2 separate regions of the Urocitellus parryii genome follow, and region 2 is linked to region 1. Evidence: chromatin contacts called from public Hi-C data. All regions are on one chromosome and are shown on one strand. Each heading gives the region's core, a stretch centred on a gene start, on an enhancer-like site or on the middle of the called end of the contact. The rest is flanking DNA. Distances are from core to core; before and after follow the strand shown. Region 1 holds the start of Nanp (N-acetylneuraminic acid phosphatase). Region 2 holds the start of Apmap (adipocyte plasma membrane associated protein).

Region 1 (4,901 bases), core at 775-3,274:
CACTAGCCTATCATGATTAACTGTGTTTTGCAATGCTTAGAATTAATCTAGAATTGTTTGCTGTGAATTGATTATGTCTATTGCAGTGCCTAGCATTAAGGATTGTTGTTTTCTTGATTAAGAATCTATAGAGTGAAATTGTATTGAGTAATTTGAGGGAATAAAGCATTAAAAGGGACAGAAGCACGTGGACATTCTTTATATATCTCCCCTCAACTGCATACATCGAAATTTTGCTCCCTCAATGACACACGTTTAAATTATTTTCTATAATATGTACCAAGAACCCCAGTGGTCCAGAGTCAAGTTCCTCCTTCTCTCTGGGAACTCTTCAGATCCTTCTTCAGAGACATTTCTTCTCCATCTCAACGGCAACATTTTTCTGCAAAAGACTAAACAATAAATATTTTAGGCCTTGCAACCATATGATGATACTTATGACTACTCAACTCTACTGTTGTACAGTAAAATCAGTAAAAGACAATATAGAAATAAATGTGTTGCATTCCAATTATTAAAAATCTGAGATGAGTTAAACTTATTTCAGCATGAAAAAGGTTCTAGGACCAAGCAACATTCCAGATGAAAGCTGGTTCCCAATAGAATATCCCACTGCACATGTATAAGCTATATTTATAGTTTAAAGTGAAAAGAAAATGACAGAGGAAAAAGAAGAACTTGATTGGCCAGAGGTCCCACTGCTAATTAACTGAGACTCAATTGCCTAGTAACAAAATTTGTTTATATATCAAGATAAGATACTGTTCACTATATACAGAAGCCACTCTGGGGAGAACTTTATCATTCCAGCATGGAGACTGATTTGGGCCAAACCCAATTGAACACACACAAATTATGAACAATAAAACTTAAATACCATGTAATTTTCACCTATCAGGAAATACTCTTTTTTTATTTCTTTTCCCAATCATTTGACAGTGTAAAAACACTGTGTCACAAAATCAGTGTGTCAGGCCTCATTTACCTAGTTGCCCTGATCTACCTGATAACTTCTAGTCACTGATGATAACAGCATTATCCAAACTTCAGAAAAGTTACCCAAGAAAGACAAAAAAGTTAGAAACTGGTTTCAAGATCTTGTTCTACTTCCAGAAGACAAATCTTGATTTCGTCTTTCTGGGAATTTAACAGACTGTCTGGGTCCCTTAACCTCTTGTGATACCAGAAAACCATCTGGTATAACTGAAAGGTATGGAGAAACCTGAGATGCAAGATCTCAGGAAAAGCAATCAAGATGGGCAAAACTTCAGGCAGACACTACAGTGCCCCCTAGATCTTCAGGCACAGTTGTCAACCAAAGGCTCAAAAATGTGCTGGTGCGGGTTCCAGCTATAATGAGGCTACCATTCTGAGTGAGGTAGACATCAAGGCGCAATGTGGCCGCGATCCGATCTAGTAGAAAGCAGCGCCTACAACCAGCTGTTCGGTGAGATTTGAAAACAAGGGCCGTCACAGCTTTGCACTCCTCTTGAGCTCCTGCTGCTGACAGTTACCCGTTCTGTAACCACGAAGCGAGGACACTGAAGACTTACCCTTACACCCAGACTTAGGGTCATCAAGGACCGCCAATATTTTGGAGCTGCCTGAGGTTCCCAGCACAGTAGCATGCCGCCCAACAGAGAAGCCAGCTTCTCAGTCTCCCTCCCGGGGGCTGGACAGCGCAGAAAACCTTTCGGGGCAGTTAAGACGTCCTCCTGGCGCAGGGGACACAAAAGCGAGAAAACAGACAAGCGAAAATAAACCAAAATGACGAAAACCGCGCTGCTCGTCACTGTGACGTGGAAGTCTTAACGCACGAGTTAGAAACCCTAAATTCGAAATCTCGCGGGATCTTGCCGTTCTCTGACGCTCAGAGATGGCGACATCTCACAGAAGTTTCAGAGGCTACTACAGGCGATTGCTGTGGCTCCGCGCGGCGCGGGAGGGTCAGGTGACCTAAAGGCTCCGCCCATGTCTTTCCTCACCGGTCGGTCTCACGCCTGCGCGGGCAAAGGAGACTTGGCGCGTCGCTTGGGCTGCCGGCGCTATGGGGCTGACCCGCGTGCGGGCTATTTTCTTTGACCTGGACAACACGCTCATCGACACGGCCGGGGCGAGCAAGAGAGGCATGTTGGAGGTAACGTCCCCGCTCCCATGGCTCTTCTCCAGACTCAGCACTCCCCAACCCCGTACTGCGCGGGTCCCCCAGTGCCCACTTCCCAGACCCAGGAATCACTGGCCGCACTCGTCCTTGGAGACTTCAGTAGCTCTCTGGGGGCTGGAAAGACCTGGGAAAGGGCGAGCGGGCTGGGGGATCTCAGCTGGGAGGGGACTGCCTTCCCCGACCCCAGTCCACAGGCTCAGGGAACTGGCTTCTTGCAGACTGTTTCTGCTCAAGGGACCCGGAAGCATGTCCTTAAAACTGCCACGATAGTGGAACCGCCCACAAACGCAGGTAGATGGTCACCGTGCCACTGTACACCCGTGCTGAGCCAGGTAGAGTTTGGACAGTTCAGACCACGGGCGCACGCATCTGAGCTTAGTGGTGGGTCTTGCGGGAGGGACATTTCCCCCAACTGTCGTCTTCAGTGGACTTAGAAAAGAATCATTGAAGGCAGCCCCAATTTTTGACCCAAGAAGTTACGTAAGTTACGTAAGTATCAGAGGTGAACCCCGATTTGAAGCTGCATCTGAGAATTTTTTCTGCAGAACTCGCTTCTGGCTTTCCTGATCTGCTCAGATTTCCAAGGAGACACGGCAAAAATCCGTGCTGCCCCGGTGAGGTATTGCTCAGCAGCATCCTCTCCGTGTACCTACAAATGCTGTTGCAGACCTTCCCAGCGCTTTCCAGCCCCTAATCCACCCTTGCTTTCCTTCCTCTACCTTCAGCTTCAAGGAGAAATCGAAGGATTATCAGATGTGAAAAAACCCGCTTTCAAAAGCCAATCCTTTCAACTCTGAATGTCCCGTCCTTCATACTTCATCAGGTAGATTTCGTCTCCCTGAATCTTCAGCTTCTTCATTCTTTTTTTCCCCCCTGTGCATTTCACTTGTGCTGCATGTTCGTAGTCTTTTTTTTTTTTTTAATGAAAAAGAACACCTCCCTTGGACTCTTTCTATAGTATATATTCCCTATCTCTCTCAGCCATGGTTTTAGAGAATCTATGCCCCTGATTTCCTTGTCTCTACCTCCTATGGATTCCTAAATCCATTGCAAGGTAGCTTCTATCTCTAGCTCTAGAATGAAATAGATGTGCCAGGTAATTGGGCCTATCCCCACAGTGCCAGAGTCACACTGGATATTTTGAATGTATTTTTTATTTGTTTGTTTGTTTAATGGTGCTAGGGATCTACTCCATGGCCTTGGCACATGCTACACAAATGCTCTACCACTATACTACATCCCTAGCCCTTTGAATCCATCTTAATGCCTTTATTAAGGCCTTCCATACTATTTATTGTTCCGTTCATCTTCATGCCTTTGACCTTGAACTCAAGGACACATCTCTGTGCTATATTGCCTCCAGTAATCCTAAGTGCCAACAGTACATATTTTTTTAAAAAAGAGAGATAGAAGAGAATTTTTTAATATTTATTTTTCAGTTTTCAGTGAACACAACTCTTTATTTTATTTTATGTGGTGCTGAGGATGGAACCCAGCACCCCGCGCATGCCAGGCGAGCGCATTACCGCTTGAGCCACATCCCCAGCCCAACAGTACATATTTTTCTATGTGTTCTTAACAAGCTAAGACTAGTATGTTACAATTGAATTCTTGTTTTAGACCAGTTTTTGCTAATAGGCCAAGAGTTCAGGCTTTGAAATCAGATATTTGAGTTAATAACTGTCAGGTAAGTTTAATACAATGCATGGGAAGTACAGAGCATCCCGTGTTTTACTCAGTGAATTGTACCACCATGTTCCCTAACTTCTACCCCAATGCATATCCCCCTTGCCATCATTTTAGTTACAGCCTGACTCATCTCTCATCTAGACTGTTGATGTGATCTTGTCTCCAGGCTGGCCACATCTAGTTGATCCTCCATGTTCCTGTCACAGAGATTTCTAAAGCAAAAATTAGAAGTAGAACCAGATGCAGTGGAGCATGCCTGTGGTCCTAGCTACTCAGGTGACTGAGGCAGGAGGATCACTTAGTACAGGAGTTTGAGACCAGCCTGGGCAACATAGTAAGACTCTGTCACATACACACACAAAAAAATTAGACTATATTTCTTCCTAGTCTGTCACTTTCACTTTTATATCAGTACCATATTTTGTTTTTCAGATATCTCTTACTGCAGCTATCAATGGATGTTGTTAATTTTTGCAGCTTAGGTTGCCTACAGCTAAATAGTGAACTTTGTTTGACTCATGGTAAATGCTGAATGAATATTGGGTTGATGGAAAAAAATTTTGATCTAGTCTTAGTTCTATTACCACTCCCTTTATAAATAACTTATTAACTAAGCAGAGTTGAATGGTGTGAATACTTTATCATGCAAGGATACATCACTACTCATATGTGTTGATCTATTCTTAAGTAACCCATGTCAGACTTCATAAATCATCACAAATGATTTATGAATCAAAAAACAGGGAAATGTCTGGTCTTTACATTGGGCTTAGGGAGAAGAAGTAATATACTAACTATATATGTCAGTTTAAATATTTTTTTAATCATCTGAGAAAGGTATATTTTTTTTCATCTTCAGACCTGTTTTTCAGTGTAATACCAAAGAAGAAAGCTTATACAGAAATGTAGTTTCTCATTTAAACAAAGCAGAAAAATTTTTGTATTTGTGAATTTACTTTTAAGTGATATGACAGAAGACATAATAAATATATTTATAGATGCATTAGAAAAAGTGGAGGAGGAAATGAATTGCAATTTCAAATAGTTT
Region 2 (5,054 bases), core at 2,215-4,714, 590 kb after region 1:
GGCTGCCTGCCCAGTGTCATGTGCTCCTTCTTCCTTGCTGGCAAAGTCCTTATTTTGTTAAGACAAATGCTGTCCTGTGGGCCAGCGTTTCAATGGAAGTGAGCCTCATGTTGAGTCCAGGTGTGGAATGGCCTAACCTATTGGTTTTCTCTTTTGGGGGGATACTAGGGATTAAATCCAGGGGTGCTCTACTACTGAGCTACATCCCAGTCTTTTTTATTTTTTAATTTTTTTGAGACAAGATCTAAGTTACTCAGTCCAGGTTGGCCTTGAACTTGTAATCCTCAGCCTCCAGAGGAGCTGTAATTACAAGCATGTGCCACCACCCTTGACACCACCCAGCTCAACCAATAGCTAGTGGTTCTCAACCAAAAGCTATTTTGTCCCTTAGGGGACATTTGGCATTTAAATTTTTTAAAAAATTTATTAGTTTTAGGTGGACACAATATCTTTATTTTATTTTTATATGATACTAAGGATCGTGCTAGCCTCTTGCATGCTAGATGAGCACTCTACCACTGAGCCACAAACCCAACCCTGACATTTTTGATTATTGAGTAGCTTTCTGTCATCCTAACAAATGCTTGAGAAAATCTGCTGAGGGCCATTGCCAAGTAGGAATGACGAAATTTTCTTGCCAGCGTACCCCATGTTAAATGGACATTGCATGTGTCTTTGAGAAAGGTGACCCTGCTCAAGGACCAGGGTGAATCCAGGATTAGGGTGTATCCTGCAGGTTTTAGGAAGTATCCGGGTTTAAGACAATTTGAGTTTAGGGCGTTCCCGGTTTAAGATAATCTGGGTTTAGGGAAGTTGCAGGTTGAAGGTTATTCCTGCTGGGAGTAGGGCGTTCCTGCTGCCTGAGTTCCCGTTGAGTTCTCGTGGAATTGAAAAAATATTTGGGACGTGAATTGTGCGGGCAGATTTTAGATTTCCCCAGAACGTGTGTAGAGGCCAGTGTGAGTTCGGGAATAAAGAATTGCTGTTTGAATCTACTAGGTGTGTGGTGGCTCGTGATCTTGTGCCCAGCTAAGACATTGGCAAAAATCAGCAAACCACTTGCCTCATGGTAGGAATACAAAAAGAGAAAGAAGTAGAGGCTGGGGCTATCCCCTTCAAGGACTTGCTCCCAGTGATCTAAAGGCCTCCCACTAGGAACCAACTTTTAAACGTTCCACTGCCTCCCAATATTGATACAAGCTGGGGACCAAGCCTTTAACATATAGATCTATGGGGTTCTAGATCTAAACAATAGCACACAATGAGGTGGGATGCTAGTGGGTAGAGGCCACGGATGCTCTTAATAACCCACAATAGACAGGACAGGTCTCCTTCCACCTCCCCAATAAAGGATTATCTAGTTCAAAATGCTAATAGTGCTTAAGTTGAGAAACTTGATGTGACCATTCATCATGGTCCTATCCCTCTGCCAATAACTGGCAAGATGAGAAAGCAAAGTTGATCTGGTTGGCAACTAGGTTGGAGGGTAGGGTAGGAGGAGGACTGAAAACTGAAACAAGATACAACAAGCAAAGTGGACTTTGGTATGACTTGAAAACAGAGAAACTACTAAGGTGTGCTGTTCAACAAAAAAAGGATCTCAGATTATTTTAAAACCAAGTCATTAGGAGCCATGTGCTCTGAGATAAAACCATGAGTTCATTTCCCAGTAACTCTACATGGACTCATGTGTTCCAGAGATAAGACCTTTGACTCCTCCATTCACTCTCCTAGTTCATGAATGCTGACAAGACTATGACTAAATCAAGCCCTGAAGCCCCATAAGTACCTCACTTTTGAGAATCCCCCCAGTCCTCTGATGCATTTCTTTGCCACTGCATTTTCAATAAACCCAACTTATTATTCATATTTTTTTTTGGTGGATGTGTTCCTGGTTGTTTATGGTCAGTGGACTGATTCCACTGTGTGTGGAATACAAATAACTTCAATGCAGTAGGCTTATGGCTATAGTCAGGGCATGTTCAAAGTACTTTGGAAACAAAAAGGATGATGTTTACTTGGGAAATTGAGGTAAGGATCATCTTCAACAATGATATGTGAAGTGGGCTCTGAATGATAAGAATGGTAGCCTGGAGAGGTGAAAAAATATGTATGACAACAAGAATAAATAGTAAGTGAAGAGTGGCAGGGAATTCTGAGTGTGTGCACCAGGGAATGCAGGGCAGGAAGGATAATCTAAACAGGAGGAAGGGATCAGATCATATAGCACTTTGTTAGAACACCATCCCTGACATATTAACTCTACTGGCTGCTTTTGATGACATGGAATGAAGTAAAATGCTGCCAATGTCTGGGATCTCTACCAAATGGAATTTGTGTTAAGAACTCTTACCACAAGCTGGCTCTAACTCTGAATGAATACTGAACATTCACATGGAATTCTAGTGTCACCTAGTGCTGAAAAGGAAAACGTCATGTTTATTTCATGTTTGTTGCTCTACGCCTAATTTTGAACATGTTTTCCCAGAGACGGGTTCCTAGTGCACTTGTTAACAAGACTTGATTCCCACTGTTTGAAAATCCCTCACCCTGTTTTTCCCTCCAAATTCTATTCATTTTTTTAATCTCTTCACCTGTCAAATACTTTCACAAGATCAAAGTCATCTCGTTTAAAGCAATTACTATGTTTAAAATTTTGTACTTACTTGAATAACCTGATTAAAGTCATCTGTCCTATTAGTTTAATTTCTATTAGGGAGAGACCTTATCTGTGGCTTGCTCAACATCATCTTTCAATACCAAGAAATGCACTGGCTCAATATAATACTGTGGATAAATTAATGGTTCATGTTTTCTTTGTAATTTGCACTAATTTCTATTTGTACCCTGCCTCAAGGGTAACCCTTATAGAACCTTTATCAATTATCGGTTGTAACCTTCACAAGAATACCTAACAATCAATACCTGATATTAAGCAAAGAAAAACATTTTCTAGACTAGATTTTCCCATTAACCAGATCAGTTCAGAAAAGGTGAAATAATTTTTAGGGGTTATTGCTCTCCAAGCACATGAACACGTTGTCTTTTACGCTGCCTGTAAGAACCCAGTCTTTGTCGTTTAATAAACAGTGTCTTCCTCCATTCGGACAAAACCCGCCGACACTTCAGTCCAGCACTTGCCGAAGTGCATAGAGATTATTAGGGTGGCCTCACATTCAGAAACTAGTTGAAGGGAAGGCGGAAAGCGCTACGGCCGGTCCGGGCGGAACGATTTCGGCCCCCAGCGTCCAGGGTCGCAGAGACCAAGGCGGGTCAAAGTCTCCACAGGCCTTTATAGTGCGCTGGGCCCCGCGCGCCGACAGCCCGAAAACACACCGACAGCGAAAGAGCTAAGCCTACTCTGGCGGCCGGATTGGTCATCGGACTTACGTCATTTCCGTGCGCCACGGGGCGGGGACTACGGGGACCAAGGGGCGGGGACTACGGGGGCCAAGGGGCGGAGCGAGCTGGCCTCTGAGCCCAAGCTGCCTTAGTGCGACGGGTGGCAGTGGACGAGGTGGCGCGGCCCTATCATGAGCGAGGCGGACGGGCTGCGGCAGCGCCGGCCCCTGCGTCCGCAGGTAGTCACGGATGATGGCCCCGCTCCGGAGGCTAAGGACGGCAGGTAGGCCGGACCTCTAGACCTGGCGCGAGAACCGGGGCAGAGAGGACCGGGGTGACCCTCCTGGGCAACACCGGCTGCTCTAACCGCGACCGCGTAAATGCCATGCTAAGCACGTTGCAAGAACTCTGATTTAATCCCCACGCAAAACTCGTTTTAGAGAGGAGGAAAGAGGCTCCGACAAAACAGGTGCCAGTTCCTTCAGACTTCAGGTGCAACGTGAGCCCAGTCGGCTCTCCGGGTCCTCGCGCAGCACCTGTCCTTTTTTGGCCCGATCTCCGGAGAGGCTGCATCCTCTCTTTCCGTCATTTCATTTCCCCATTCGTGCTGTCTTTATTGCTAGCTCACCTGACAGCCATCCGGTCACGGCCCTGCGTCTTTCTGTTCCTTTGCACCCACTTTCCCGAAGGAAAATCTGAAAAGATGCCTGAGTTCCATTTCGTGATCCAGCAAAGAGTTGCCTTCTACACCTGCTCTTCTGCACCTGTCCCCCATCGCGCTGCATGAACTGCGGTTCTCCTATACAAGAAGTTATATTATAGGCTTTTTTTTTTTTTTTTGGTGGGAATTCAGCCTTGCAAGTTTTCCTGATGGGGATGGAAAAGCAAAGGAAACTGTAGTTGCTGATCCCTAAAAAATCTCAGGCTTCGTGTTTTTATTCCTTTTCTGATTTTCCAGAATTTGAGTATGTTGTGTTTTGTTAGCTGAAGCATGATCCTTAAACATAGCATTTGGTATGAATACTTAAAATTCACTTTTCAGTTTTATGCCCTGAGTTTCATAATTTTATAATTTTTAATTTCTAGGGAGAAACAAGAGACTCCATAGACCAAGTTGTTCAACCCATTCTGGGTTGCCTTTCCCTCGGGTTTCCAAGTTCTTTCAGTGCTATAACTAGGACAAGTTTGTTGCCCAGCTTACTGGGGATATTGTAAATTAATTGGCTGCTGATGACTGATGAGTTTTTTAGAATGGACATGCAAGCATTGGTCAAACTTTACTACAAAAACTATGAAAATAAGGCACTTTTACACGAGAAATGAAAGAGCAGTTGGCTCTGATGAGGTGCAGTGTGTTGAAATGAAAAGTGGGCATACAGTACTCTAGGGCACTTTTTTAATGGGCCCAACCCTCAGGATGGCTGCTTTGCCATTCCTGACCCCAGAGTAGAGGGGCAGACTTAATTAAATTGTTTGTTCAGATTCTCTGTGGGGGATTTCTTCCTTAATGACAAGGTAAATTATATGTTCTAAAGTCATCTTCTGCCACCTGATCTTTTCCAGTATGTCTTTTACATCTGTGTTTAAGATATTTTCTTGATGGCCATGAACAATTGTTCTTATTTTCCTATATTTTTATCTCTCTTATTTATTGATCCCTTGACTGTGTATCTGTAATGGTTTCTTTCAAAGTGAGTTTTTGTCACCATCCT

Evidence for each region. Hi-C and Micro-C count contacts between places; a contact is called where the count stands out from the background.
Region 2: a Hi-C map of muscle shows a contact between it and region 1, with 6 times the contacts expected there. The contact joins the promoter of Apmap here to the promoter of Nanp in region 1. A contact is called at or near these places in 2 of 2 Hi-C or Micro-C datasets (liver and muscle).

The regions. Positions count from the first base shown.
Region 1 is chr6:150,606,273-150,611,173 of mUroPar1.hap1, forward strand. Nanp (N-acetylneuraminic acid phosphatase) reads left to right here and starts at 2,025. Exons shown (of 2, transcript XM_026393039.2): 1 at 2,025-2,137. The coding sequence starts at 2,048.
Region 2 is chr6:151,196,907-151,201,960 of mUroPar1.hap1, forward strand. Apmap (adipocyte plasma membrane associated protein) reads left to right here and starts at 3,465. Exons shown (of 9, transcript XM_026393031.2): 1 at 3,465-3,625. The coding sequence starts at 3,534.